Linked DNA regions of Zea mays: region 1 is linked to region 2. The links are chromatin contacts, called in public Hi-C maps. All regions are on one chromosome and are shown on one strand. The core of a region is the stretch at or near the end of the contact, and the rest is flanking DNA. Distances in the headings are between cores, read along the strand shown.

Region 1 (2,700 bases), core at 83-2,582, 140 kb after region 2:
GCAAATATAAGAGTCGTTATCTGTACACATTACACGTTCTGCAACCTTTATGGCTTATTCGTTTCACCGTTAAACCATGTGGATTGGATGGTATTGAGCCGATTTAAATACATAACAAGTCAAAATACATATCAATCCATTCCAATACACTCTAATCCACATAGAATTGAAATAACCGAACACGGCCTCACCTCAGGTGGTAGAGTGCTACCTATTGAGATTGAGTTGACTCTACATCTATAAACTGGTAGCCCACCATGCTAATTTTTCCTTGCCTTTGAAATCAGGAACAAATGTGTCTTCGGTCTAAAAATTGAGGTCATTTGTGGTTTATGATCTATGTTTTGGTCATTGCCGACTTGCGCCATGCTGGGGCTTATGGTTTACCCAATCTACTTGGTAGGAGATAAAGCTGCAGAGAAGAAATTAGTTTAAGTAGCACAAAAGGCTCGTAAAAGTTGAAAAGTGTTTTCATTTGAGTTCAACTTGTTTAAGGAGGCAGGGCGTGCGGAGGTTAAGTGTCCAGAGACTAGAGTTTGATAATTTCATCACTTCCTTTTGGCATCACTTGTCCAAGAATTTGATGGGGCTGATCCACCTTAGCATTCACCATTATACTAACTGAAAGCTGGCTGGGTTGCACACTTTGAGCTCTGTTTTCTGAAGACAAGCTACTGATCAAGTTTTCTGAGCAGTATTGTATCCTTTTTCCATTTAGTAAAACTGTTCATTGATCCATCTAACTTCTCTCTCAGGCGGCTAAGGAGTTCGAAAGTGAACTGAAGAAAGAGCCTGGGGAAGGTGGCGATCAGCCCCCACCTGCAACCCCCACGGCAACGGGGGTAGGTGGCGCGGAGAAGGGGCTTGAGGCATCAAGTAGCAAGGAGAGCACGTCGCGGAGAAGGGGGTTGTTGGTGTAAAATTGTATTCTGGTCTTCTGGAGTTAGCATCAAGTTCATGTCCTTTTTAACCACGTCGCGGTTTCAGGCCATTGTAGCGATATGTTTGTAGTCTGTACCGGGAATAACAACCTTCCGTGATTGATTATGAATCGGTTGTCTTGGGCATTATTCATTATTGCAATTCTCATTATTTGTAGCACTTGTTTATTGAGCTTAAAGGTGTGAGCTGAAGCGGTTAGAAGAGCACGTCTATGCTACATGGGGTTTCTAGATCGTGTAAAATAAAGAGAAAATATTTTCTTTATTTTTTTATTTGTCATATTTTAGTGTAAAAAAATTTAATGAGCGACAAATATTTAAGAACGTAGATACTATTATTTATAAAGAGAATTTTAAAATAAAAAAGAAGCAGAGAATAAATTAGGGAGCTGTTTGAGACCGGCTGACAGCCACAACAGCAGCTCGTGACCCATTAGTAGGGGAGCTGCTGGAGCACACGCACGGCCACGCCCCGATATCGCCATGGCTATCCTCGCCGTTGCCTCTCCACTCAAAACCCTAAACCCTAGCCCCGGGGACCACAGCCGCTGCCGCCTCTCCTCTTCCCTCCTCCACCTTCCGCTACCAGTGCCACGATGGCGCCGCCTCCGGTGCTCCGCTCAGTACAGTGAGGCGGCGGCGCAGCCCACGTCGACAACGACGGCGCGTCCAGCGGACATACCCTGGAGCAAGGAGCTCTGCAACTCGGTGCGGCTCATTGGGACTGTAGGCACCGACGTAGAGCTGCGGCAGCTGCCCAGCGGCTCCGCCGTTGCGAGGGGTCGCCTCGCCGTATGGAAGTCAGCCACCGAGACTACATGGTATTCCTGATTGGTCTTACGCAATACTATGGCTGTTTGGTTCGTGGCTAAACCTGCCACACTTTGCCTAAGGTTAGTCGTTCAAATTGAATAACTAACCTTAGGCAGAAAAGTTAGGCAAAGTGTGCCATCCATTTCTAGCGCCGCCTATTTCTGTTCCTATTACCGAGGCCGGCAGTGGGTTCGACTTTCTGTCGCTTGTCGGTCACTCGTGGAGTCGTGGTAGGGCTGGTAGCTTTGTGAGTGTGGGGGCATGCGTGGATTTTGAGAGGTCGGCAAAGGCATTCGGTAATATGTTGGCTAGAGAATTTTGTGCAATTGGTGGACTGTAGCAACAAGAAAGATGATCGTTGAGACCAGACAGTGTAGCTGTGCCAAATTGTTTTTGTTGCTTATACAGTGCGGTAAGAAAATACCAATGAAGTTGTGTAAAAAGGCTTTACTACGATTGAGTTACACCCTTAGTTAAATAGGGACTTTATTTTGGAGCAATGAATATTGATCAGCACATTCCCTTAGTCTGTTGCTACCTGCAATTTTTTTCAGTAACCTATCTCTGTTTCAAAGGTGTCGCTAGGCGTCCAGGCTTACCCAGCTTGCCTTGGTGAACAATGTCTGCCACTGTGCTCTCGCCTGGACACCTAATCACCTTTGAAACCATTGTTGTACTATGATGATAGACAAACGAGTTTCGATTTCTGAAACAAAACTCGGCAGGAGGGGGAATGACCGCCCTCCCGGAGAAGAGACTGAAACATTGGTCCTGGCCGAGAAAATCCCCGAACCCTCCCCCCCACCCATCTTGTCGACGTCAACCGTCCACTCTGCAATGACCCAACCAGAGGGTGGCACACAGGACAACGTAACCCGAGAGCGGATGAGACACAACGAAGGGATTCTTTATCAAGCCGGAAAAAATCCGCCCCTGAGTGGAATAA
Region 2 (2,831 bases), core at 100-2,599:
GTTTTATACCTCAACCCCATTGGAGCATTAATGTGCCTCACAAATTGCACATATCTAGATACTGCATTTATTGTAAACTTGTTGGCCTAGTATAGTGTCGCCCCCACCAAGGGGCATTGGGTTGGTGTGAAAACCATCCTCAAACATTTAAAGGGCACTGTGGATCTTGGGTTGTATTTTCCAAAACGAGGGGCTTAACTTTGGTGGGTTATGTTGATGTTGGCTATATGTCTAACCTCCCACAATACTAGACCATAGAGTAGTTTTGTGTTTCTTTGTGGCGGTGCAACCATCTCCTATCAATATATGAAGCAGACCTTGGTTGCCACGTTAACCAACCACTCAAATAATTTCTATGCACGAAGCCACACAAGAATGTGTTCTGCTACGTCGGATGATTAACCACATCTATAAGTCATGTGACATGAATGCCATCAATACCCCTACTATTATTTATGAAGATAATGTGTCTTGCGTTACACAAAAGTATATGAGCTATGTTAATTAAAAGCAATATCGCAAAGCACATCACTCCCAATTTTGTACGCCATGAGCTCCAGAAGAGCGTGGAGATAAATATCCTATAAGCTAAGTCATGTGAAAATCTAGCGGATGTATTCATAAAATCTTTGTCGGTCTCTAACTTAGATTTGTCCATAAAATTGACAAGAGATGACTTAGAGAGTCGTAAGATTCAAGAAGAGGCAAACCCCAAAGTCAGCTTATGATCGTGATCCTGAAGATTACAAGTTGATCTTAATGACCTGATCTGGAAAGCAAATGTTGTACTCCTTTTCTTTTGATGAGTTTTTTACTGAATTTTCTTACACATAAAATGAATTTAGTCAAGAAGAAGTGTTGTGGAATCAAAATCAAGAAAAACACTACATACACATTGAATTGTGACCAAATTATATTCATAATAAGAAGAAAGTCCAACTGTCCAAGAGTTCACATTCTAAATCTTTACACAGCCCTCTTCCCTATGAATAGGCCACTTTCGCCTCTGTGAAACACGCGCGCGCGCACACACAAAAAAGCAAATCAGAATTTCACTCTCCATTCTGGGCTGATTCCTAACAAGAAAAACACTAGTTGAGTATTATTTAATTGATGAAACTTTATTCAATGAACGGTAAAGACAACTAAAAGTAACATAATTCAGCCACTAATAACATTATAAAACCATGTAGATGCGCAGTGTTATTAAAACAAAATTTCTGTTAAGGCACAACGTGTCTTCCTGATTTTAAACCTCCGTATACCGTACTGTATACGATGTACGCCTAAACATGAATACATCCACCAGGACTCCAGGAGCAGTAGCAGCACAAAGCGACAAGCACAAACCCATCGCCAGAATCCAAAATCAAAAGCATCGATTTGATCTCGGCACGGCCCGCCCGCATCCTCTTCTCCTTCCCTGTCGCTTTTTCTGTCTACAGCTTCCATGGCGCTCTCTCTCTCTGAATGAATACTCCTCCATCTTGCCTTCACCTTTTTCCTCCTTTTTATATCAATATATAAAATGTTGAGGTTCCAGGGCAACCAGCGGGTTTGAAGTTTGAACTCAGTCCCTCCCCCCGCAAGCTTTCTCTCTCTCTCTCTCTCTCTCTGATCAAATGTGGCGAGATCTGTGTGAGTAAGCGTGAATACCACTACGGTTTTTCGTCCTCCCCTTCCCTTCTTGAGCTACTTGAGCTACTCTGGTCACTTCTTGGAGCCGGCAACTGCCAGTTGGGGGTTTTTTAGGTGAGTTTTGCCTGTCATTTTTGGGTTTCAGTTCTCTCTTGCTTGCAAGATTTCCTGTATTGATTTTGGTGTGTTCTTTGGAGGCTCGCATTGGGTTTACGTTATTGCTCGTCCTGTCCAACATTTCTCAGTCTACTGGACCTTTTGGGGTTGATATTTCAAAAAAAAAATTGAACGAACTGCATAAGATAGTGCACATTACTATTAAAACAGAAGAGTATGAACAAAGGTTCCTAGGGTGCTCCACAAAAAGGGCAAACAAAAGGTTGATATTTCACATTTGAGTTCTTTGTTGGAAAAGAAGATACTAGTGTTTTTTTCCTGGCTTCCAGTTGCCTGGGGAAACTCTGTCTTTTCAGGATCTACTAGTATCCGGCATTTCCATGAGTTCTTCAGTTTGTCGTTTGGGTTTCAAAGCTTTGCGTTATTCTTCCTAGCTTCAAAAAAAAACGAAAAACCTAACATCGTCGGCTAGTTTTGTCACACAGTTCATTGGCATCACGTGGCGGCTCATCCTATATTTTTGTCTATCTCTAATTTCGACACCACTGTATCCGCACTGAGAATTTGTCGCCATTAGGACCATTAAAGCTGTGCTTTCTAAAAAAAATTACTACAGTACATACTATGTGTAAATAACATGGTAGGGTACTACCCCTGCAATAATGAAGCCGTGCAATGCTTAAATGCAGTTTTTTAAGTCAGAATTACCGAGCCTACAGGCAAACGATTATTAATCTTGGAGCCCTCAAGTTAATTGTTTTCCTGTTTCTTACTTTTCATTCATTTTGTTTACTCCAAATCACAACATTGCTAAGCTAAAATCGTACTGACTCACTGCATTTTCTTTTCAGGACAAAGGGAGCAAAAAAAAACGAACACCTTCCTGAGCTTAAGACAGCATGGATCAGTACGAGGTGCTGGAGCAGATCGGCAAAGGAGCATTTGGCTCTGCCCTGCTGGTCAGGCACAAGCTGGAGAGGAAGAAGTGAGACCACCACACTCACTACTTTAGCACTTGTTTGTGTCGCCATCTTATTCCACTTTGAATGATCACGGGGGAGTCTGAACATGCGCAG

The links. Hi-C and Micro-C count contacts between places; a contact is called where the count stands out from the background.
Region 1: a Hi-C map of tassel shows a contact between it and region 2, with 2.3 times the contacts expected there. The contact joins the promoter of LOC100282454 here to the promoter of LOC103626047 in region 2. A contact is called at or near these places in 2 of 25 Hi-C or Micro-C datasets (ear and tassel).

The regions. Positions count from the first base shown.
Region 1 is chr5:18,664,745-18,667,444 of Zm-B73-REFERENCE-NAM-5.0, forward strand. LOC100282454 reads left to right here and starts at 1,333. Exons shown (of 5, transcript NM_001155364.2): 1 at 1,333-1,762. The coding sequence starts at 1,425. LOC541789 reads left to right here. Exons shown (of 2, transcript NM_001111473.1): 2 at 756-1,070. The coding sequence ends at 920.
Region 2 is chr5:18,521,118-18,523,948 of Zm-B73-REFERENCE-NAM-5.0, forward strand. LOC103626047 (serine/threonine-protein kinase Nek2) reads left to right here and starts at 1,350. Exons shown (of 15, transcript XM_008646429.3): 1 at 1,350-1,752; 2 at 2,607-2,740. The coding sequence starts at 2,655.